Regions from separate parts of the Mus musculus genome. Here all the other regions are linked to region 1. Evidence: chromatin contacts called from public HiChIP or PLAC-seq and promoter capture Hi-C data. All regions are on one chromosome and are shown on one strand. Each heading gives the region's core, a stretch centred on a gene start, on an enhancer-like site or on the middle of the called end of the contact. The rest is flanking DNA. Distances are from core to core; before and after follow the strand shown.

Region 1 (6,215 bases), core at 2,473-4,972:
CTGACTGCTCTTCCAGAGGCCCTGAGTTCAATTCCCAGCAACCACACGGTGGCTCACAACCATCTGTAATGGGATCTGATGTCATGTCTGAAGACAGCAACAATGTACTCACACATAAAATAAATAAAAAATCTTTTAAAAAAATTTCAAATATTCCAAGAATTCAGGAAGCTGAGACAAGAGATCTCGGGTTAGAGACCAACCTGTTCTATGTTACAAACCCTATCTCTAAAAACCAAAGAGATTACAAATATAAAACCCACAATGGGTATGGTGGCACATACCTTTAATAGCACTTGGGAGGCAAAGGCAGGCCCGTGTCTGAGCTGGAGGTCAGCTTGGTTCCAGGACAGCTGGGCGTAAACAGAGAAACACTGTCTTGAAAAAAAAAACCAAAAGCCCCTTCCCATTAAAAAAAAAAAAAAAAATCCCTTTTCTTAGACTAGAAGAACAAATGACTAATCTTTTTCTTTTCTTTTCTTTTTTTTTTTTTTTTCTTTTTTGGTTTTTCAAGACAGGGTTTCTCTGTATAGCCCTGGCTGTCCTGGAACTCACTCTGTAGATCAGGCTGGCCCCAAATTTCAGAAATCTGCCTGTCTCTGCCTCCCAAGTGCTGGGATTAAAGGCGTGTGCCACCACGCCCGGCTCAAATTACTAATCTTATTGTATTTTTAAATTTGGTCACTTTAACTAGGATTTTGATTAGACTCGTATGGCCTGCTTATAAACTGAAATTTCCTTAGACATTTTGAGCTGCATTTCGACATGTAGAATCAGTTGCCTGCCTGTTAAACCTGAGAATCAAGCTGTATTTTGGAGTGTGAAGGGTCATTAGCCCACTCAAGTGGGTGGCTCTGCCAGCCTTGTCCTTCTCCAGCCTCTCTGCCTTGCTAATAAGCATTAGATTACATTCCTAAAGGTAGCCCCCAAGGTCCATTCCCTTATTTGGTTACTTTCTCCTCTTGAGGCTGATTACGAAGATAGAGCTATAAAAATACTGAAGTCCAGTAATCAAAAGCCCCATTTGGCTCACCTAATTAACATTTCCAATTAAAATATACTACCACATCCTAGCCCATTCTAACATAGATTTCCCCCTTTTTTCCCACATCTTAAAAAATTACACCTATAGGGCTGGAGAGATACCTCAGTAGTTAAGAGCACGGACTGCTCTTCTGGAGGTCCTGAGTTCAATTCCCAGCAACCTCATGGTGGCTCACAACCATCTGTAATAGGATCAGATGCCCTCTTCTGGTGTATCTAAAGACAGCTACAATGTACTCATCATATATATAAAATAAATAAAATCTTTTAAAAAATTACATCTGGGGGCTGGAGAGATGGCTTAGCAGTTAAGAGCACTGACTGTTCTTCCGAAGGTCCTGAGTTCAAATCCCAGCAACCACATGGTGGCTCACAACCATAATGAGATCTGACTCCCTCTTCTGGAGTGTCTGAAGACAGCTACAGTGTACTTACATATAAAATTAAAAATTTAAAATTTAAAATTACACCTATAAGGCCACTTACTTCTGTTTTTCATCCTAAGTCAGAAAGCAGTCCCTTTAACTTTTCTTCCCCACTTAATAAAGGGTCTTTCTTTGAAAACAAGTGTTTGGGTGTGGTTTGTGCTGCCTGAACAAGGTAAAAAGAGAACCCCTGCTCTTCTGGGTATTCCTTCAAGGTGTGCCAGGGACTGGCAAGCCAGCTGTTGCAGGATTTGAGAAAGCAGCCTCTGCTGGCCTCTTGAATGTCCCTTTATGGGAGAGATACGGTGTTCAGAGGCAAGAGAGTTGACTGTTAAACCCTGTTAGATACAATGAGAGTTGGAAAGATTTGAACTGACTGCTCACAACTGTAATTCCAGCTCCAGGGATTCCAACATCCTCAAACAGAGGGATGAAAGACCTTTAAAGGGAAGAAGAAGGGTAAGGATATACATCATATGAATGAGGTTGCAAGCAGTTCAGAGCAGATCTAAAACAGGAACTTAGTAATTACAAATAGAAACAAATAGAAACCTTAATTTGCAAGGATGTAACACAGAACAAACAGGAACTTATTAAATACAAACAGAAACCTTAACTTGCATAGGACAAACAGAAACTTACTAATTACAAATAGAAACTTTAACTTGCAAGGACTTAACTTAGGACAAATAAACTTTTTTGGTGGTTTGTTTGTTTTTTGAGACAGGGTTTCTCTGTTATAGCCCTGGCTGTCCTGGAACTCACTTTGTAGACCAGGCTGGCCTGGAACTCAGAAATCTGTCTGCCTCTGCCTCCTGAGTGCTGGGATTAAAGGCGCCACCACTGCTCGCTTTTTTTGGTGTTTTTTGAGTCAGTGTTTCTGTATAGCCTTGACTGTCCTGGAACTAGCCTATCAGGCTAGCCTCAGACTTAGAGATCTGCCTGCCTCTGCCTCCTGAGTTTAATCTCTGCTGGGATTAAAGGTGTGGGCCACTACTTCCTGGCAAGAAATATTTAACTGTTTAACTGCAAACAGAACCTTTAACCTATAAGGGTATATATTCCTGTTTTGGTCTCACCTGATTTAAGTATTCAAAAAATTATAAGAAATACCTACATTTTTCTTACAAATGTAAGTTCTCTTTATTCCTATTTATAACATTTGGAAAGCATGCCCAAAACATCAAAACACATTTTACACTGGAGTCAGGTATGTATTTATCATACACACTTTATCCTAAGTTCTCTTATAATTCCATAAAACGTCAGAGATTGTAATATGGAAAATATTAACGGTCGGGTTTTGATCTGCTTCGCCATGTTAATCAATCTTCCAGGATCTATATCCCCACAGAAGCAATTCAACCACATTTAGGATAACCTTCAAATCATCTGCTCAAGTAGTCTGAGGGTCCTCATCTATTTCTTTCTAGTTGCTATTTATCTATGGATAGATCATTTTCCAGTTGCTAAACCCATCCCTCCACCTAGCCCAGGAGCAGCAGGACTTGTATTACCTGTTAGCACTCACATTCTTATTAACCGGCAGAAGTAGGTAAAATGGATAACCTGTAATAGGTGTGAATGGACTGAGACTTGCCTAAAGTTATTATACTGGTTTTCAGATTCAGGTAAGAGAGATTCTGTAACATGAGATGTCCTAAGACCCAATTCCAGGCCCTGGTCTTGCCCGAGGCCGTTCTTTGCATTCCATGGGACTTGTGTTCTGAGTCCTGCCTTTCTCGCCTCTGCCCCGACACACTTGGGCAGCTAACCCGCAGACTCCTGGGCATGCCCAGCTCTACCTTCCCCCGCCTTTAGCACACACAATGTCTAACTGGACGTTCTCTTTCGTCTAGTCCTCAAGCTTCCTCCAGGTAGGCCTCCCAAACGTATAGGTGAGCCCCCTGTCCAGATGATGGGATTCCTGCGAGGGAGAGTCCGGGGACCGACATGCCTAAGAGCCTGGCACTTATGGTGCGAATCCCGGCCTGGTTGCCTGTGGATCAGCAGAAAATTGGGGCCTTGGGCGAGTCTCTGGTACGCCTCATTAACGACCGAGGAGACGGAGAAGGGTACGGATTATGGTTTAGGGCTAGATGCAGCCGTAAGGGCCACCGTATACCAGGTCAGAAGCCAAACGAAAAGTCAAACACCCAGCGGGCAAGCTCGCGACGCGCCTCAGCAACGACACCGCCAAGTTCTCGTGGGAGGAGCGCGACTGGCGGCACTCTCGCGGGAAGTGGAAGCTCCCGCAAGCAGGCGGGGGGCGTGACCGGAAGAAGGTGTATTTCAAAGTGGTAATAGATGGTTTTCTCACCCAATAAAATTGCAATTTATCCTCCTAAACCGGTAGAGCACGGGAGAAAAGGCGGGAGAGGCCAATAAGGGCTGAGAAGGGCGGGCCGGTGCCGGACGAGCGGAAGTGGGTCTTCGTGAGGCGGTGGAGGCTTGCTTGAACGGGTCTCCTCAGCGGCGGCTGGAGTCGGTACGTCCTTGCCCGAGCTCATCAGCCGAGGCGTCTGGCAGCAAACCCCAGCTCCAAGTAAGGCTGGGCTCCGCAGCATGGAAGCGGCGGGGCAGGGCGGTGCGGGCGTGGAGCGCGGGCGGCCTCTCGGCCCGCACTGGGGTTGGTGGCCGCCCGCCTCTCGCAGAACCGCGCTTCTCCGGCTTGGGCCCTCTGCCGCCTCTTTCCCGGAGAGCACGCGGTTGTCGGAACATGGAGCGGCGCCGTCGTCGGAAGTAGGGAAATGTCTTGTGTGGGGGTATCCGCTCGCCAACCCGCGGCCTGGCCGGAGAACCTCTTTCGCCAAGTAGGAAGGGAAACTGAGGCTCGGCGAGGGTTGGGGGTCGCCCAAGGTCACTCTCGGGGCCGGGCGGGCGGATTGCAGAGAACCTGAGCGAGGTTTTTGTTCCTTGCTGATGACGCAGCCTTTGTGTGGTCGCGTCGCCGCCCCGCCTTCCGGAGGCCTGCGAGTTTGCTGGGGCACCCGGGCCGCGTGGCGGGCCGTATCTAAGTTGCGAGAGTGCCGAGGACGCTTGCGGGCTTTGGAGCTGAATGGGGTTTGGGCTTCCAGGAGCCACTTTTGGTTCTATCTATGGTTAGTCAAGCGGGCGATTGCGACCTCCATCCTTAGCCCGGTGCCTGCTCGGGCCCTTCCCTCAGGGCCACATCTGTACACAGGGATAGGAAACTTAACCTTTAACATTGTTCGCAGTGGACGCCATTGTCCACATTTTGATTAGGGCGGGGGAGGAGTCCAGATATGGGCGTTCCTGCTTTTTGTTTTTTTAAACTTTACCCCTGGGCGTTTTAAGCTTCAGTTTTTCGGTCTGCCGTTTAGTTTAGGTTGCCCAAGTAATTGGGGGAGCCCGAGGTTCACAAAGGCTGAGGTAGTCTGAGGTCTTTCAGCCTGCAGATTGACTCTTGTTCCTGACAATGGTGAGAGGGAACCTCTCTCCAGCCCAGACCCCACACACACCTGGTGCTTTTTCTTTTTAATGGTTGGAGAAAACACTTGCGTCCCGGTTTGCCTGTGAGTTCGATGTGAAATGAGTGGAAAGTTGTCTTGCTTACTAAGTACTTTGAAGAGTGCTTGTGATTCCAGCCTTTCAGAGGTAGAGGCAGAAGAATCAGGAATCTGAGGATATGTTCGGTCCTAGGTGGAATCGAGGCTAGCCTGGGCTACTTGAGACTCCATTTCAATAACAGTTTTGGTTTTGTTTCCTAGCTTATTTGGTTGTTCCGCCCCCCCCCCCCCAGGAAAGTTGGTTTCTTGGTGACTGTAATATTTATTTCATTTCTGAACAAAGGGTATTTATTGTTTTGTTGGGACTGGAAATTGGACTCAGAGCCTCACAAATGTTAGGCAGCTCCTTTACTACTGAGTTACATCTCTGGTCCTCTTTTTATTATTACCAATACTGATGTGTTGTATGATGTGGGCACCCGGGTGCCATGATGTATATTTGGTGGTGAGAAGACAACTTTGTGAAGTCAACTCTTCCTGTTTTTTATGAGATTACTTCGGTTTCAATTAATTTATTGGATCTCTATAAAGCTAATGCATTACCTGCTATGGTAAACAAACTCCTCATTTTACTTTTTAGTTTGAGAGAGGGTCTTCCTAAGTTGCCTAGGCTACCCTTGAACTTCCTTGATAGTCCTGGCAGGCCTTGAATGTGGCAGTCCTCCTGACTCAACTGAGATCATGGGCCTGTAAGAATCCTACTACCAAGTCTTTTTTTTTTTTCCTGATAGAGAATATAATTTCACATGTATTGAAAGGATCCATTTCCCCTCTAGATCTGAAACTCTTCCATGTCCCTCAAGAAATAAAGTATAGCCAAACTGGTGGATCATGCTTGTAATCCTGTGTATTCAAGAGATTGGGGCAAGAGGATCATAAGTAACTGGGGCTGTGGAATGAGTTCTGGGCAAGTGAGTTAGCCTCATTCTCTCTGTAGGTGTGGGTTATATATGCTTCTAGAAACCAGTGTTGCCTCATCATTATTTGACTTCTTTGAGACCAGATCTCTAGGCCTTAGTAGGCTTCCTACCACCCTAACCCCCGCAGACTCACACAGTGGGGTTTACAGGTGAGCACTCTGCTGTAACTAAGCATTTGACATGGATACTGGAATCTGAACTCATGATTCTTTTTTGTTTGCTTGTTTTTGTTTTTAGAGACAGGGTTTCTCTGTATAGCCCTGGCTGTCCTGGAACTAACTCACTTTGGAGATCAG
Region 2 (6,215 bases), core at 2,475-4,974, 2.9 Mb before region 1:
ACTGACTAGTGTCAAATTTTCAAATTTGTCACTGAAATCACAGCAGCAAAATACAAAATCTTTGGCATTTACTTCAGAGCCAAAATGGCAAGGTGTAAAACAGGTAAAATTGTCATCAGTGTCTCTGCCAGAACCAGGAAAATCTGTGGAGTCACCACCAAAGTCAATTCTTCAAAACATGAAACCTGGGAACCCAATGCCCCAGACAATTGATTCTGTCACAAAATCTGCTAAAGTCATATATAGACCAGAGCGACAGGTGGTGGACTTTGCAGGGATGAGCATGAAACCTAGGTATCAAGTCCCTAAATTGAATTTTACTTCACCAATTTATCAAGATGTGGGATCTTTAGAAATGAAAAAAGGGTTGGGACATAAAAGCAAAGAAATGATGGAGAAATCTGTGAGGTTGGGCTCCAACCCAACACATAAAGTCATAGAATCATTAGAGATGCCCCTGAAGCTAGATCTCCAAGTATCAGAATTTTTTGATCTGACTCCAACACTAAGTGATCAAGATTCAAAATCCTCAGAACTAAACCAGATCCCAGAAACTCCTGAGTTACATTCTTGGTCATGGCCTCAATTTCAAGATTTCAAGGAGTTACACATAAAAGAAGTTATAGAATCTGATAGAATGGCCCTCAACGTCAAGAGTCATGTTGCAGACATGATAGAGATGACTTGTGAAGCAAGACAGCCAGCGAAAGAATTTCATAGAATGACTCCAAAGCCAGTAAATAGAGATCCCGGATTTGTAGAAAAATCTCCAAGGCCATGTCCTCAAGACTTAGGACCTCTGGGGGTGGCCTCTAAGAAAATATCTCAAAGGGAACAATCTGTAGTATCAACACCAAGGCCATTCTGTCACATCCCAGATCCTGTTTCAGGAATAACACCAGGGCCAGGACCTCAGATTCCCAAATCTAAAAATTTGGCCTCTATGCTGTGGCTGCAAAAAAAAATCCTCTGAGTTGTCATGCAATCAAGCCAGTCAATTTGAGGGAAATACAGACTCTGTAGAGCTCACCTTTGGTACACGGCAGCCAGGAGAGGTAGCGGCTAAGCTAACAGAACCTCAGAATCTGAGCCTGGAAAGTGCAAGCATCACTCCAATAGAATCACTGGATCAAACGGTAAACTTTGTAGGCATTAATCCAAAGCCACCAGATCGAGTGACAGAATCTGCAAAGACACCCCTTCCAGTTCCTCAATCAGTTACCCTCCCCAAAGTTTCTGAAAATGTGGAAGAGATTCCTGGACCACCACTTCAAGTTATAAAGTCTGTGAAGATTCCAGAGAGTACCCCTCAAAAGTCAAAATACAATGATTTGACTCCCAGAATACATGATGTAATAAGTTCAGAATTTGCTCCAAGACTTTGGCTACAAAATGTGCAGTCCAATAAATTAACCCTAGCACCAACACATCAGGTTTTAGAAACAAAAGGACAACCAGGCTTTCAAATTATAAAGACTGTATTAAATCCCAAACCACTGGTTCTGATTGTAAAATCTGAAGAAGTGGCATCAGAACTCACCATGAGATCAAGCATTAAAATAAAGGAGTGTTTGAATTTACACCCAAGACCACATCTTCAAGGACTGGTAAAACTTGCAGGGTTAACTCCAAAGGCCCATATTCAAGTGACTTCTGCAGTTTTAATATTTCAGCAAACATCTCCCCTTAAGGATCCTACATTGTTAACTCATGAACATAGGCTTCAGGCTGAAAAATCTCTAGGCCTCACACCAGAATCTCGTAAATTAATGAAAATGGAGGGTTCAAATCAGAGTAAAGACTCAGAGATGATCACATCAGTACAGTTACAGGCAGAGAACTCCTTATCTTGTTTCATACACAGCCCTTCAGCCCCATTTCTTTCAAGCGTTGATAAAACAACCCAATTAGGGCACCTTCAGGGTTCTGTGGCGCCTGAAGTTTCAAGAGTTTTTGGTATGGAAAACCTTGGTTTGGGAATTTTGCAGTCTTCAAAGTCCTACACAGACACTATTATAATAAAATCTTCAGTTCGTCCCTTGGTCCTTCCAAATCTACCCTCTGATAAGACAGGAGACACCAAGGGAAACCCATATCCTGAGATCTGGAATATTAATGTCTTATCTAAGAAAGGAATTGAAAAGGGCCAAATGGAGGAATTCCAGAGGTATTCTTCATATTCATTCAAACTACTAACAGAGGAGTTTCAGGCTGGATTAGGGGCTCGAAGAAGCTCTATCGGTTCTTTCCTGGGCATACAACAGAATGTCTGGGAAAGTCATGTCTGTAGGCAGCGACTACCTAGGAAATACCTCTCCAGTATGCTAATGCTGGGGAATGTCATGGGAACCACTATGGAAAGGAAGCCTTGTTTTCAGTCATTTGTAACAGAAGGCTCCACTATGGACATCTACCAATCTATTCTTAATTTTTGGGGTTCCAGCTGAACTAATGGTATTTTCTCAAAGCCTGCTAGAAAGGGTTTCAAGGACTGTTTCTCAGACTTCAGTGGTTAAAAACTATATTCAGAGACATATTTTATGTCACAGTAATGAGAAAAGAATGCCTTTAACGATGTCAACACTCTGCTCAACATCTTCCATAATCCAGCAATACTCTGGTAGTAGATTGGGAGTCAAGAAAACTAGTTCAAAGTTCAGCGACATATTCCAGGAAGTCACTGAGCATGTGTCTGTCTCTTGTACCGGGGCTGAGTTTACTTCCTTGATGAAATCAGAGTCATTAAAGTCCCTCCCAGAGAAACAGTCTTAGTTCCTCTGTAAGAACTTATCATAGCTCTTTGATAGAAGACATAACAGTCTCTTTAAGGGGAGAGGCCACAGTTCCTCAAGGAGAAGTCCTCAAAATCCCTCAGGGAGTAGCTTTCCAAGTCCTTCAGGGAAGAGCCCTAGAAGTCACTTGAGGTGGAGCCCTTGTAGTCCCTCAGGAAGGAACCTTCACAGTCCCTCAGGGAGAAGCCCTTGTAGACTTCTAGAGAGAAGAGGGCACATTCCTTCTGTGAAGAAGAGTCTACACAGTCTTTCAGGGAGGAGTCAGCAGACTCTCTATTCTCTGAGATGCCTCAGTCCCTCAAAAACGAGCCATCTCAGTCTCTCGTGGACGTCACTGGGCAGTCATTCAGAAAGGAGCCATGGTAATTTCTCTGAAAGATCCTTTTCCGTTCCCTCTGGTTGGAAAGGACATAGTTCTGGATCAAGCCCACTTCTTCTAAGAACAGGCATTGTTCCAGACTCATCCGCTGGAGAGATCCAGATGTAACTTGGCTAAAGTGTTCATGTCTTTCAGGGACCGCACCAAAAAAAAAAAAAAAAAAAAAAATCCAAAAGCTAGACAAGTTTGGAGGCCAGAAGTTAGTGGATAAGGAGAGTTCTGTCCCTCACCTGAGCAAAGAAAGAGATATCTGGGAGGGAAGGAGAAGAGAATGGGTCTTTAATTTAAGATCAATAAAGGGGCGATTTGAATTTCGTTTGCATCTGTAAAACCACTTGTGGGATGGGTGGGAGTAGGTGTGCAAACGCTAGTTCGGGAGGACCCCTTAAATATTCAGACTCCTCCCATTTGCTCCAACCTTCACGCCCCAAAGGCCTGCCTACTCCCTTGTTGCTATGGGGGCGGGGTCTCAATGGAAGCCGAAGAAGAGTTATCACGTGACTCCTTTCCCGCCGCAGCCCCCTCGGAAGCAGCTAGGCGGAAGTAGGTGTTCAGAACAGGGTTAGTCGCCGCTGAGACCACATCCGGGAGAGGCGAGGAGAGCGGAAGTGGCGTTGGTCTGTCCGGAGCCCTTGGGTGAAATTGTTAGGCGTGGAGGGGGAGTGATGTCTTCCAGACTCGGTGCAGTCACCGCCGTGAGTTTCTTGGTGTGACCATTATACTTTAGAAATAGAACTGTCGAGCTGAGAACACGCGGTCCTTTGCTTTTGTTTTGTACTCAGAGTTGTTTTTTTTTTTTTTTTCCGGAGCCAATCCTAGGCCCCACCCTTTTATATCAGATCCACTTACCGCCTTTTTTCTTCCCATTTTTATTTTTATTGCTTAGTCCTCGTATCCTTGGACTGAGTTCCTCGACACATTGTAATTATTTATATTCCTTCAGCATCCCCAGTGCCTCCCGTTTCTTTTAATATATATATGATACATATGTATATATCATATATATATTTTTTTTTTCCTCGTCTTTTCTTTTCAAGCCTCTATCTAGGATAGGGTTTTGAGAATGGACAAAGATGAAAACTCTGGTATTGTCAACCCGTCTTTACATTGTGAATAAATAGAATGGCACAGGTTTCCTAAAAAGTGTCTCCTTCAGTCCATTTGAAGTAGTTGCTCGGGACAGCTTCACATCTAGGCACAAGGGGGATTCATCTCTTTGCGGATGAGCTTCAAAGGTCCCTAGCACTCACTCCTGTGCTTGTGATTTGCTAGACCCCGGGACCCACATCCCTTAAGCAGCAGAGGAGCACCAGGATCGTGGGAGCTAAGAAGTAAGTGAGGTTTTCTGAGGACATTTTTGTAATGGTGTAGACAGTGCTGCTAAAGATGTTCTGTGTCTGCACTGTGGAGCATCATAGCCACCAGACAGGTATGGCTTTGGGGCACTTGAGATGTGGCTAGTACAATTGAAGAACCGAATTACAAATTCTATTTCATTTTAATGGACTAAAACTTCAATAACCATCTGTAGGTAGTAGCTACGGGATTGGACAGTGCAGATAAAATCCTAGTGTGGGGGAAAGAAAACCTGGCTTGCAATAAAGATGCAGTCTAATAAAAATGGAGTGTGTGTTTCAGTTAGTGGTATTCCTGCGTGGCCTCTGCCCCCCATATCAAATATGTGCTCATAATTAATTTGATGGACTGGGGAGGGAAATAAAAACAGCTATAAGCAATCTTTACATTTCTAAGCTACTTGGTTGCAGCCCTGATTTATTGTTTTGTGTAATGAATGTGCTAAGTTTTGCCATGGCTAACACAAAAGAAAGATTTTATTAACTTGGACCTCCGGGGTGAGTTCATTCACTTAGATAACACTTACGGGATGTCTGCTCTGAACAAGCTGTGTAGTAGGTTGGGCACCCAGGCATGACAACAGAGCTGTCTGTTCAACAGATGAATTGGGTAATCACGGCAATACAATACAGTATAATAGGAAAAAACTGTTTTTTTGTGGTAGGGGCTCACTATCTGGAAATTCCCTGTGACACTTGGCTTGGCCTGTAACTTGTAGTCCTCAGGCATCTGTCTCCTGAGTGCTGGGATCACAGGCCTGGGCCACCACACACTTGTATTTTTGTTTGAGATGGGGTTTCACTATGTAGCCCAGGCTGACCAGGAGCTTACTGTGTCGGCCAGGGTGGACTTTAACTTTTGCAGTTTCTGCCCTCAGCCTTCCCAGTACCGGGATCACAGGCATGTGCTACGCTTTTAATTTGTGCAACTGCTAGTAAATATTCCTATAGTGGAATTTAATGCCACTTTTGGGAAGCAAAGGGATGATTTCAGTATTACCAGAATAGTCCACGCAAAGACAGAGGCTTGAAGGTCGAAGAATAATTCAGTTAGAGACTGAGCAGTCCCACCCTCCTGTCCCATGAAGTCAGTGTTTGAACTGATAGAAGTTTATAATACCTAGCTGTGTGACACTGGCATGGAGGATGATAGCGCGTGGAGGATATCGCAGGGCGTCATTAAGAGGAGGTAGCAGGGGGCTGGAGAGATGGCTCAGCGGTTAAGAGCACTGACTGCTCTTCCAGAGGTCTTGAGTTCAAATCCCTGCAACCACATGGTGGCTCACAACCATCCGTAATGAGATCTGACCTCCTCTTCTGGAGTGTCTGAAGACAGCTACAGTGTACTTACATATAGTAAATAAATCTGAAAAGAAAAAGAAAAAAATACAAAAAAAAAAAAAAAAGGGTAGCAGGAGCCAGGTCCTTTAGGGCATGCTAAGGTGTTGCAATTGTAATTATCCTGGAAGGGAAAGGTCACCTTTGAAGAGATGGATTGAAAGAAGTGTGAAAACTGGTACCAAGACTGTTTTGCTCAAATCTAAGGAAGAAAGTGAAATGTGGCCTATGATCGTAACTGTATGCGAAACATAGCGTGTGATTGTAACTATATTATAGATGCAGGCGATGAGAGGAGGTGAGAGTTCAGAGGGGGAGGTGGAAACAGTGTGTTGACAGGTTTCTGTCTTT
Region 3 (6,215 bases), core at 1,479-3,978, 2.8 Mb before region 1:
AACCAGAGCACAAGCAAACAACTCTGGGAGATCGGTTAACACTAGGCTTGAAATAAAGAGGAGCTAAGTAGCTGGTACCCTTTAGACTAGGCACCTGGGGTCTAAATGCCACTTCACCCCCAACCTGGTCTGCCTTACCCACTTACCCATTTCATGACCTGCCTTGTCCCACCAGGCATTGGAATTGGGGTGCCTGCTTTTTGGCGAGGGGCATTTCTTGATTAATTTTTTTTTAATGAGGGAGACTAAAGTGGGCCAGATAAAAAGTCAGGGGAGATAAGAAGTCAAGAGTGCCCATCAGAATGTGAAGGGTCACAAGCAAATGGGAGCCCTAGAGAGTTCCCAAGGAGATACAGGCAGATTGGTGCCCATGTAGAGCTAGGAGGAGAACCCCTGTGGGAAATGGAGGATCTAGAGTCAAGAGCAAGCCTACTTGAAGGTCTAGTAATGTCATAATGAGCCACTCTAGTTTCCTGGAGATCGGGTCCTGGTCCGCATTCAGTGTTCTAGAAATAGCTTATCTTACATCACTTCCTTAATTTGGGCTCAGTGTACCTGTTTCAAGTCATTGGGTGGCTCATACAAGATACGTTAGGTTGAGTAATCTTTAAATAGAATTTCATTTCTCAAGGTTCTAGAGACTGGGAAGTCCAAGATTTCAAGGCACCAGCAGATCCTTACAAAGTAGACAAGCTCTCTCAAGCCATTTTCCTAATACTATTCTTGAAAGTCTCCTGGGAGACTTAGTTACCTCCCAGGGTTTCTGCCTCCTAGTAAGTAGTATGGCTAGAAATTAGCCAGGCCCAGTGGTGGTGTGTGTGTGCAGTGCACACCTTTAACCCCAGCACTTGGGAGGCAGAGGCAGGAGGATTTCTGAGTTTGAAGCCACCCTGGTCTACAGACACACACACAAATAAAATATGATAAAGATTTAAAAAACAAAATTTATTGGATGTTACATGTTCATAAAGGCAACAGCAGACAAGGTGCATGTGATTCAAAAGCAAAAAAAAACCTCCAGTGACCAAGACCTTTTAAAAGACGCTGCCTCTTTCACTTTCAGCCATGTGAGGAACTTGATCGTTTTTCCTACTTATTCATTGATATATATATTTATTCACTTTACATCCCAATTGCTGCTCCCCTCTCCCCGTACCTCCTTCACACAGTCCCCCATCCCCTTTTCCTCTGAGAAGATGGAACCCTCCCTCTTCCCTCGGTTATCCCCCAACCTAGGTACATCAAGTCTTTGCAGGGCTAGGCACATCCTTTCCCACTGAGGCCAGACAAGGCAGCCTAGTTAAGGGAACAGGACCCACAGGCAGGCAACAGATTCAGGGACAGCCCTTGCTCCAGTTGTTGGGAGATCCACATGAAGACCAAGCTACATATCTGTTCCATATGTGCAAGGAGGCCTAGGTCCAGCCTGTGTATGCTCTTTGGTTGATGGTTCAGTTTCTGGGAGCCCCTAGTGGTCCAGGTTAGTTGACTTTGTTGGTCTTCTTGTAGAGTTCCTATTTCCTTCAGGGCCTGCAATCCTTCCCACAACTCTTCCACAAGAGTCCCCAAGCTCCATTTAATGTTTGACTGTGGGACTCAGCATCTGTTTCAGTCAGCTGCTGGGTAGCTGTCAGAGGAGTTATGCTAGGCTCCTGTCTACAAGCACAACAGGCTCCATATCCTCACTGCTAGGAGTCTCAGCTAAAGTCACCCCCATGGACTGGGATGGGTGAGACTCCCGGGAGCTTTACCATTTTGTCTGCTGTGAGAGAGAAGTCAGGAAAAACAAAAACAGAGCCTACTTAATTGAGTTCGGAACTTAAATCTGCCAGAACCCAATGCAGTGGGTGCCCTCACTGCCAGATGGCCAGCAGGTCCTTGGGAGTAAACCAGAAGACAGTTTTAAGAGGCTGTTGTTTCCCTAAGGACATAGCTTATAATCTGCCTGTGCTTGAAGTACTTGCACATACAGAGACTTCTTCTTTTTAAGCACATATTGATTAAATATAATGAGGCATACTGAGGTTGAGAGGAGAGATCAGGGAGGGAGGCGTCCATGCATACCCAGGGCTTTGAACAAGGGCTCCCCGACTCAAGGAAGTGCACAAACCCAAAATTACCAGGAACCTACCTGTGAGTTTGTTGTGGACAGTTTCTGGGATTCTGTGTAGCCTTTATCAGCATCTCTAAAGGGTCATTGTCCAAATATAGTTAAACAGACTTCGGACACGGAAGCGTTGGACTCCCATTCCTAGGCACAATGGCACAGTTTATAGCAGGTCCCTGTCAACCTCACTCCATCACCCCCTCAAATCCTTGCCTAGAAATCTATTCCAGCTAGCCTCCTTTTGCCCTACCAGGGGGAGGGGAAATCCGAAAGCTTATTTTTAGGCAGGCCCTGCCAAGACTCCCCGCAGTGGCTGGACTGCTGCTGGGCCTGAGGGGTGCCCGCGCCCCAGGAGGACAAGCAGTGTGCGGGAGGGGCCTGCGGGCACGAGCGGATGTCACAGCTTACCTCAGAGCCTGAATTAGAAGCCTGAAAAAAAAAATCACAGCAGGAAATAATGTGGTGCCCAAAATAGAAACATCAACCGGGAGAGAGGCCGGGAGTAGGTGGCGTTTGAGGCTCCTGCAGCGTCCTCCCCAGAGGCCTCCTGACAACCGGCAAGCGGGTTGGCATGAGATTGCAACCCAGCCCAAGAGGCCACAAAGGCACCGGCTGGATGTTTCAGCAAGGGAGAAGGAATGGGCAGTAAAGTGGAGAATCAGGACCGCCTCCTCTTCCCTCCCTCTCGACTTTCTCCTTCCTTCTCCAAAGTCTTACCGCCACCGCTGACCCCTTCCTCTTTTTCGGCATCATCCCTCAACCTTCTCCCCACACAATGACTTCTGCTTTTTTCCTCACTCTCTAGTGCCCCTTCTTCTCTGATACTGCCCCCACCCCGCTTCCTCCTTTCCCTCCCCACACCAAGCCCTTCATTTCTCCTGGGTGGTCTCTGCCCCAACCCGCCGCCCCCCAGCCTCCCGGTGCTTTTGGGTGCCTTCCTAGGTAACTAGTGGGAGCTCAGTCTAGCAGCAGCTAACTGAAGGTCAGCCTCCTGTGCCTGACTGCAGCCTGGCTGCACTGATCTCCCCTTCACCCCACACTCAGCACCCTCCACGCCTCTTTAGAGAAAAGGAGGCCCTGGAGTCTAAGGAAGATGGCAGGGTCAGGACTCCTTCCTCTGGGGCCTCTGGAGGGCTTGAGAGGAAGCAGAAACTTTGCAGGCAATCTTGGACTGTCTCTCCCTTCACAGCTGAGTTCCTGGTAGATTGCATGGTTTGCCAAATTTCCGTGTTTCTCATGCTGGCATGTGCCATTGGGCAAGGTATAAAGTCGGTGAGAACCAGACTTAAGGTCTCTCTGATGCTCCCCTTAACCTTCACCAACCCCGAGTGGGGAAACATCTGTGATCTCCTTTACAGTGGGAACTCAGATGCAGCAGGTGAGCTGGAGGATGGGGGACACTGGAGGATGGGGGACACTGGAGGATGGGGACACTGGAGGATGGGGGACACTGAGGATGTCTTTAATCTTAGCACTAGGTAGAGGCAGATGATCTCTAGGAGTTAAGAGTCCATCCTGGTCTACATGGTGAGTTCCAGGCTAGCCAAGGCTACATAGTGAGACCCTGTCTTTAAAAACAAAGGAAAGAAAAGTCGGAGTAGTAGGCATGCTGCATGTTTGTAAGAGTAGAAGGGCTGGGATCGAGGCACAGGGAGTGCAGCCCCTCTACTGACCTTGAACTTGGACCAAGTTCATTGACTTGGTATTTCCATACCCGGTTTTCTTCGTAACAAGATTTGTTTTTTATTATTTCTTTTCTGAATGTAAGCATGAGACATTCCATTACATATGTTGGGTAATTTCAATTATTAAAAATTCCCTAGGTGGGGCTGGAGAGATGGCTCAGCAGTTAAGAGCACTAACTGTTCTTCCAGAGATCCTGAGTTCAATTCCCAGCAACCACATATGTTCACAACCACCTTTAATGAGATCTGATGACCTCTTCTGATATGTTGGAAGCCAGCAACAGTGTGCTCATATACATTTTAAAAGGAAAGAAGAAAAAAAAAAGAAGAGAAAAGAGAAGAATCCCCAAAGCAAAGCATGGAGAAGCAGGTGGATCTCTGAATTGGAGCCTGGTCTACATGGTAAGTTCCAGGACAGCCAGGGCTACATAAAGAAACCCAGTCTCAAAAAACAAATAAAAATTTCTAGCTAAGTATCATGGTACATGCTTGCAATCCCAGTACTCTGCACCCTGGAGGCAGAAGCAGGAGCATAGCCACAAATTCAAGGTCATCCTGATATATATCGAGAGAGAGAGAGAGAGAGAGAGAGAGAGAGAGAGAGAGAGAGAGAGAAAGAAGAAGAAGAAGAAGAAGAAGAAGAAGAAGAAGAAGAAGAAGAAGAAGAAGAAGAAGAAGAAGAAGAAGAAGAAGAAGAAGAAGAAGAAGAAGAAGAAGGGGAGGAGGAGGAGAAGAAGGAGAAGGAAGAAAAAGAGGAAGAGGAAGAAGAAGAAGAAGAAGAAGAAGAAGAAGAAGAAGAAGAAGAAGAAGAAGAAGAAGAAGAAGAAGAAGAAAGCAGCAGCAACAGAAGCAGCCACCACCTCAGCAAGGACAGCAATGCCATATTCTTGTTGTCACTTGTTTGAGTACCTCCCCACCCCACCAGCAGTTGTTCTAGTGAAAACAAGTGCTTGGGCCAGTGTCAGACACTGTGTGCCCTCAGCACTCTCTGCAGAAGGATGGATTCATTTATCCTAGTGCACCACCCACACACATGTGCAATGCTGGTGCCTGAACGCCTTGATGTTACTTTAGGGTTAGTGTCTTATGATTTCTTTTTCTTTTCTTTTTTTTTTTTTTTTGTAGTCTTATGATTCTAAAGACATTATCTCATGTAAATGATGATTCCTCAGTTTGACAGAAAACTCATGGTCATGTCAGGCTTCTGTAGGATTCTAAAGCCCACGTCCAGCTCACTCTTGCAAATGAAACTGGGGTGCTACTGTTTGCAATTTCTTTCCTCCAGATTAACTAGATCTGGCCATTTTTCTAACTACAGTAATACCTGGTAACTATAAATAGCTAAACATGACTTAAAGGAAGCCCTTCCCATAATCCTCTCCATGGACTTTGAACATGTTTTGTTTAAGGTTCTTAGTCTCCCGATCATAGTCCCCGGTTATGTCTTGACAGACATCAGGACATACTCATGGTTATCACTGTGAGTCTGTAGTAGAGCAGATAGGTCAGAAGGTGTAACCATAAACATTGTGGTCACACATTGAAATTGAAGCTGTTTTCTTTAAGCCTTCCTGGCAATGAAAAGAAAAATATACAGTAAGAATAGCTTGTACAGGTAAGAGGCTGAGTCATTCCATCTTCACGAAATTTGCTAACATATATGTGCTGACTTCAAAATGTTATCAGCTACAGAATCCCAAAGGCCGAAACAATTGAAAAAGCAACATGTAGCACCTTAAGATCTAATGCTGGGGTATGATTTGAATGGGCAAATAAGCCATGAAAAAAAATAAGACTCTCTTCTTGCTGGGATAATATACAGCCATTAAAAATAACAAAGACAGGGCTGGAGAGATGGCTCAGTGGTTAAGAGCACTGACTGCCCTTCCAGAGGTCTTGAGTTCAATTCCCAGCGACCACATGGTGGCTCACAACCATCTGTAATGGGATCTGATGCCCTCTTCTGGTGTGTCTGAAAACAGCTACAGTGTAACCCTTATACATAAAATAAAATCTTTTTAAAAAAATAACAAAGATAGAAGTAGAACATAAGAGCAAATGAAGAAGGTACATAAAATTATTTATATTATGTGATTATAGTTGTGTAAAAAGTTACAAAATATAATTATGAATGGCATTGGTGATTATCCTGGTATGCTGAAATTAATATAGCATTTTTATTGCTTCTGTAATATGCTTTATTTCTGGAATAAATAGAACGGAAAATAAACAGAAATTATCAAATAATTAAACTTTCTTTTTTCTGAGAGGGACAACAGACCTCATCATGCATACCTGGCTAGCCTTAAATTTGTGGTGTTCCTTCTGTTTCTATTTCCCAAGTTCAGGAACTTCGGCCATAAGCCATCATATCAGATCTGATTTTCTACTTCTAATTTTTTTTTTGAGATTTTATTTATTTA
Region 4 (6,215 bases), core at 2,209-4,708, 2.6 Mb before region 1:
CTTGATTTTAGTTTAGTGATTACTAAGCAAGACTTATGACCTCCAGAGCTATAATAATATTAAGGCAATCAAATCTATGGCAAATTGTTTCAGCAGTAGTAGGAAACTAATATAACCATGACACATATTTTACAAACAAAGCCAGACCAATTTTATTCAGGGTTCTGAATAAAAACAAGGTATATATATAAAAAAACCCAAACAGATCATGAAAACTTTTTAAGAAAAATCTATGGAAATTAGTAGTCTAGGGAAGAGTTTTTAATTAGTGACTCATATGAAAAATATTAACTCAAATATTTTATAAGAAAATGACAAGGGAAATTAGGACATTTATCCATAATGTAAGTTTCTAGGCCCTGGCTTACTTATCTATAAACTGAGGGGCTAGGATTAATAGCCCGTAAAATTTCTCTACTTCTGAAATTTTAAAATTCTGACATCATAAAATTAGCCTTTGCCTCTGGGTATCCCTCATCCCCTGAAGTCTGAAGACTAACCACCTTAAGAGACATTAGGCTGTCTTTAGTGTGTGATGGTTAAGCTTCTCAGAAGGTGGTGGACTGAGCCCAGGACTTGGCCCATGCTGAACATGTACCTGACAACTGAGTAACAACCCCTAACTTTGTATGTTCTTGATGGAACTATTTCTAAAGTGAAATATTCTCCCTGTGTTTTAAAAAAAGATTTATTTTATATATGTGAGTATACTACGCTGTCGCTGTCTTCAGTCACAGCAGAAGAGGGCATCGAATCCCACTTCAGATGGTTGTGAGCCACCATGTGGTTGCTGGGAATTGAACTCAGAACCTCTGGAAGAGCAGTCAGTGCTCATCCATCTGCTCAGCCACCGCATTCCCTACTTTGATCTAAAACAAACACCACATTCTACCTTTTCTTCAAGAACTGCCACTGGGATTAAGTTAGTTAGGATGGACTGGAGACAGCCTACACACAGGGACTTATGGACAGGTTAGTCTGCAGCATTCCTTATCTGGGAGATCAGAATGACGAGACCCTTTGCATATGCTCGGCCTAGGGAGTGGCATGATTACAAGGTGGCCCTGTTGAAGTAGGTGTGTCACTGTGGGTGTGGGCTTTAAGACCCTTATCCTAGCTGCCTGGAAGTCAGTATTCTGCTAGCAGCCTTCAGAGGAAACTGTAGAACTCTCAGCACCTCCTGCACCATGCTGTCTGGATGCTGCCATGCTCCCTCCTTGATGATAATGGACTGAACCTCTGAACTGTAAGCCAGCCCCAAATAAATGTTGTCCTTTATAAGAGTTGCCTTGGTCATGGTGTCTGTTCACAGCAATAAAATCCTAATGAAGACAAAGGACTTTTCACACTTCCAAATGTGACCTGCCAAACTTAAATCTTTACTATCTGGAGCTTTACAGAAAGATGTGCTGACATCTTCCCCTAGAAAAATACACATAAGCCTCCTCACCAAAGGTCTCCAGCTATATTGTCTTCCAGTACAGAAAATCATGCCTGCCTCAGCGTAACTTAGGACAAGGTAGCAGCTCAAACATTTCTGAAAAAGGAAAATTTAGAATTTAGAGACAGACTTGGGGCTGTAAGCCTGTAATCCCAGCTACAGCAAGATAGCATGGTCAAGTGCCTAACTTACATGGTACAAGTTCAGCATGGGGAACTTAGTGAGATTCTGTCTCAAATAATAAAATTAAAAGCTATAAGTGTAGTTTAGTAGTAAAGTATTTACTAGCCATGCAACGGACCTGAGTTCAATATCTAGCACCACACACAAAATTATATAAACTTTAATTATTTGTAGCTCTTCTGTTATTGCTTCATTTAAAAAAATCATTTTTTTACTTTTAACTCTGTGTGTAGGAAAGCAATGCACTTGGAGGTGTGGGACCCTTTAGATGGGAGTTACAGGTGGTTTTTATCCAATGCTCTTAACTGTTGAGGCCATTTCTGTAGTCCCTACAACATATCAGGGTTTTTGTCAATTAACTTGCCTCTCCCAGTCTCCTTTTTCTTTCTTTCTTTTCTTTTTCTTTTTTTTTTTTTGTTTTTTTCGAGACAGGGTTTCTCTGTGTAGCCCTGGCTGTCCTGGAGCTTACTTTGTAGACCAGGCTGGCCTGGAACTCAGAAATCCGCCTGCCTCTGCCTCCCAAGTGCTGGGATTAAAGGCGTGCATCACCACGCCCGGCCCCAGTCTCCTTTTTAATTCCATCTTTTCTGTTGTGTTTGGTAATTTGAAAGCATAGACTTATTTATTCTATCTATCTATCTATCTATCTATCTATCTATTGTGTACACACTCATGCATCACATATGTAGTGTCCTTCCACCATACTGGGCTCCAGGAACTGAAGGGCATTAGGCTTTAGTCAAGCACCTTTACCTCATAGCCATCTTGATGAATCTGATAACAATTTATAATGTTTTAAGCAAGATTAAGTTAGATATATGAGGCCCCTGGAGCTGTTTTTAAAGTAGATATAGGTAGTTTGGTGAAAGGGTTTGGTTGTTTTGATTACCCCAAGGCCTTATTTCAAAGTTCTCTGCTATCTTTTGGAAAAATAGTTTAGGGACCGATGACACTAAGTTGCTGGGAAATATGGTTATTAACATAAACAGAATTATATGGCCTGAGTTTTTTGGAATACCTGAACTATTTTTTTTTCTACAATGTATATTGCTTATCTGCTTGGAAAGCTGTTTTCATAAAAACAGACGACAAAGCAGAAGGATCTTCCCTACAACCTCTCTGACCTAACTCAACTATTCTCATTTAGCACTATTTGGTCAGGTTTTTAGTGGCTGTAATTGTCATGTTTGTGTGTGTGTGTGTGTGTTTTAAATTTTGAATTCACACTTAGGTTCACCACAAAGGTTGGCCCATGGTTACATTTCCACATAAAAGTAAACTGTAAATATGGAACACTGCAGGAATGCCAACATGAGTGAAAAGGTGTTTGCCTCAGTGCCTTCTTTCACGTGTTCAATCCAGTAATACCCAGTTGGGTCTGGTGGACAAAACACTTCTTGTGCTCTCAACCCTGTGAAGTAGGTACATCATGTTCTCAGAGGTTAAAATGTCATGGGGCAGCCTGGCCAAGGAAACAGGTGCAGGTGTTTGGGGGCGCCCGTAGGTGGGGGTGTCTATCAAAGCTTTCATTCAGTCCCCCCACCCCCCATCCCTGTCCCTTCCTCTGTCATTGACCTCCACAAACTTGAATTCTGCCTTTTCACCTCAGAAGTCGTGCTTGGAAACCTGAAGCTTTCAGGAAAGTTCCAATGGTGGGTGCCCACCGATCCGAGGCCCGGGCATCCACAGTGTGGCTCGCCCTCCCGAGACCTTGCGCTGCGGCCCCGCACTAACCTGACCAGGTCGGTCATGCAGGAACCCACCACTACCACCGCTGCTGCCTCCTCCTCCTGCCAGGGCCTCCCGGGCTCCCCACACGCCGCCATTACTAATCCTGCTCAACCCTGACGCTGCCCTTTGCCCTTTGCCTGACCCCGTAACCAGGGACGCCGCCCCGTCCTCCTTAACGACGCGGGCGTTCCACCCGCCTGTGCCGGTCGCCCTCCCAAATGCCCGAAATCTCTCCGGCCTTTGGCTAGTCCTGATCCCTCTGGGACCGGTGTTCCTGCCCCGCCTCACAAGCACAGGGCCCGGCCGCCACGGCGAGAATGACAGAGCGCGCCAAGCACTAGGCCAGAGCTCCCGGGAACCTTCAGGCGCTACCCGGTCGCCTTCCTCAGCTTCCGGCTTCTCGGCGCGGGGACGCGCACGCCCGGCCGGCTCCGGAGAGGGCGGGACGTCCGGGGGAGCGCGCACGCATCCGGCCCGCGGTTCGCGCGCAGGTCGGTGCGTCGGTCGGGGGCGCGCTCGGGTAACCTGTACCCCGTCTAGTCGCCGGTTACTGATCGGACTTAAGTTCCAGGTACCTGGACCCGGGCTGGTGCGGGGAGGTTGGATCTCAGTCGCACAGGTGGCGCAGAGAGCCATGTTTGAGTATGGCCAGAGAGCTAGCCTCTTCAAGAGAAGGCCCGCGTTCCAAAGATGCCCCGCTCGCCCCACAGCACGCGGATTCCCTCAAGAGCCGCCCCCAAGATCTGAGGCTTCTCTTTCTCCACGTATCTCGTTCAGTCCTGGTTTCTGATGAAGCCCGCCTCTTTTTGCACTTGATGAGGGCATCATACAATTTGGGAGAAAGGGTTGGATCCCTTTAGATTCTCCTCAGAATGGGTGGACATTCTTTGGATCGGAACCAATTCGCTCTCCCCGCCCCTCCCTGATGTTGCCCAGTGGAGAAATTGCTCCCCCACAGTAACTTCCCTCGTGCGCCATATGACGTGGACGTGATGCAGCAGGAGGCCACCCCTTTCCGTTCCATGACGTCAACGGGGGCACATGTTTCCGTGTTTGTCATCCTCTCCTAATTGCGAGAGCCTAGATGGTGCTTTATACGTCTTTGTGTTCCCCAGACAGCCTGCCCACTAAAAGACCTCATGTGACCTTATCTTGCGGCAGCAGATTTTTTTATAAAAATTATATATTTGCATCTTCCGTCTGCAATACATCAAAATCAGGAAATACAAATTGCAAAACAAGCATTCAAGAGAGGCAGGTCACCAAAATTTCCTGCTTCTCTGGAATCAGTTATAATGGTGCCATATGTAAAGGAGAGGTGTGTGTTTCTAATCCATATCCCTGCATATTGTACCAAAGAATCATCTTTTTTTTTTTTTTTCTCTTCAAATTCCTGATTTTGGAGTCAGTATAGTTTTTTTTTTTTTTAACTTTCATTTGTTAGTGAAGTCACACTTACTGAAACATCTTGAAGCTGCACAAAACCTTGCACTGTCAAAAACTTGTATTATAGCTGCTGTTCTGGAGATAAAGACAGAAATCCATTCCCTCAGGTGTGATCCTAACGTCTTGACAGTTGCTGAAGTGGAATGGGTTTTCATAATCACTAGTGTGGTTTGGCGTCTGGAGAAGGTTGTTTCCTTTGGCATTTAATTAGTGAATCATTCAGGCTAGTACCAACACTGGATCAGCAGGAGCCTAGTTGGTGTCTAGCTGTAAAGCAATCATGTGTATAAATTCGTGACTTTGTCTTTATATTTACCGAAGTGTATGCTTTAAAAATTCACCTTGGTGCTTTCTTTAGTGGCCATTGTAATTAATGCTTGAGAAGAGGATAGGAATAGTGGAATTTGAGAGAGCTCTGGACCTGAATTTCAGTCCTTCTGTTTGTTCTTTATGTGACATTAAATAAGTAACTTGATTTGGCTGGTCTTTAGCTTTTGTATTTACAAAATGGAAACAGTATTCATTAAGAAACTGTGTGTGTGTGTGGGGGGGGAGTGGATGTTTGTGCAGAGAGGTGAGTAACAGAGATCATGTGTGAGGTGTTAGTTTGATTTCTCTTTCTTGGAGAAATTTGGTGTAAATTAGATACTCTGAGGAAAAAAACAAACCATGGAACAGTTTTTTTTTTTTTTTTTTTGTCATAAGATATCCTTCTGCTTGCTTCTCAGATGACTCTGTGTGTTTTGAATGTGAAGTAAATGAGCATCCCCCTCCAGGAACTGTGACATAGTGGGCAGACATCAGGCAGGACTGTGGAGTTTAGAAAAGTCTTCAAAGTGATAGTGTGGGTGAGCCTACTGTCCAGAAACAGTTACCCAAGTCACCTGGAATGTGGGAATTAGAAACATGCCTTATACCAGACTGTGAAGATGAATGGCAAGGCTGCATATGGAAGTGACTTATAAGTCATGCCATGCTATAAGATATATGTATTTTTATGATAGATACTATATATAGGAAAGGAGACATTTGCTCATGTTAGATGTATTAGAATGTATGGGGAGGCCAGCTCCCAAGAGTCAGAAGACAACCATGTAGAGACTAAAGTATACTGTGTAAAGCTTAAGCACCTCACAAATATTTCGGGGGGGGGCATCATGGTGTCACTGTGTGTGTGTGTGTGTGTGTGTGTGTAACTACAATGATAAAGCAAACATTCAGTTTAGCAGAGCTTATAAATTCTTATGTGGCACAGTGCTTAGAAACCAGAACAGCAGGTACTCATAATTGTACCTGGATGGGAATGAATTTGCTTTCATTGTGGGATTAATCTTTCAGATGGAGAGAGACAGTAGTCATTTGAATTGACTTATTCACCTCTAAAGCAGTAGCTTTCACCTATTAGGAGTTCGTG

The links. Promoter capture Hi-C pulls out the DNA fragments that hold promoters and counts their contacts. HiChIP or PLAC-seq counts read pairs in DNA pulled down with a chosen protein or histone mark. Capture Hi-C pulls out chosen DNA fragments and counts their contacts.
Region 2: a promoter capture Hi-C map of adipose tissue shows a contact between it and region 1, with 3 times the contacts expected there. The contact joins the promoter of Zfp512 here to the promoter of Rnf4 in region 1. A contact is called at or near these places in 1 of 39 promoter capture datasets (liver) and 2 of 9 other capture datasets (adipose tissue and liver).
Region 3: a contact with region 1 is called in a promoter capture Hi-C map of liver, with 4 times the contacts expected there. The contact joins the promoter of AI839979 here to the promoter of Rnf4 in region 1. A contact is called at or near these places in 2 of 39 promoter capture datasets (both in liver).
Region 4: an H3K27ac HiChIP or PLAC-seq map of thymic regulatory T cells shows a contact between it and region 1, with 9 times the contacts expected there. The contact joins the promoter of Rbks here to the promoter of Rnf4 in region 1. A contact is called at or near these places in 1 of 39 promoter capture datasets (pre-B cells) and 1 of 115 datasets of contacts at active chromatin or transcription factors (thymic regulatory T cells).

The regions. Positions count from the first base shown.
Region 1 is chr5:34,332,528-34,338,742 of GRCm38.p6, forward strand. It overlaps Rnf4 (ring finger protein 4), which reads left to right and starts at 3,723. Exons shown (of 8, transcript NM_011278.5): 1 at 3,723-4,014. It also overlaps A830049F12Rik.
Region 2 is chr5:31,448,712-31,454,926 of GRCm38.p6, forward strand. Zfp512 (zinc finger protein 512) reads left to right here and starts at 3,725. Exons shown (of 14, transcript NM_172993.3): 1 at 3,725-3,866; 2 at 4,444-4,502. The coding sequence starts at 3,837.
Region 3 is chr5:31,568,669-31,574,883 of GRCm38.p6, forward strand. AI839979 (expressed sequence AI839979) reads right to left here and starts at 2,729. Exons shown (of 3, transcript NR_102275.1): 1 at 2,516-2,729; 2 at 2,132-2,251; 3 at 924-1,762.
Region 4 is chr5:31,694,152-31,700,366 of GRCm38.p6, forward strand. It overlaps Rbks (ribokinase), which reads right to left and starts at 3,459. Exons shown (of 8, transcript NM_153196.1): 1 at 3,359-3,459. The coding sequence starts at 3,450. It overlaps Babam2 (BRISC and BRCA1 A complex member 2), which reads left to right and starts at 3,899. Exons shown (of 12, transcript NM_144541.1): 1 at 3,899-3,926.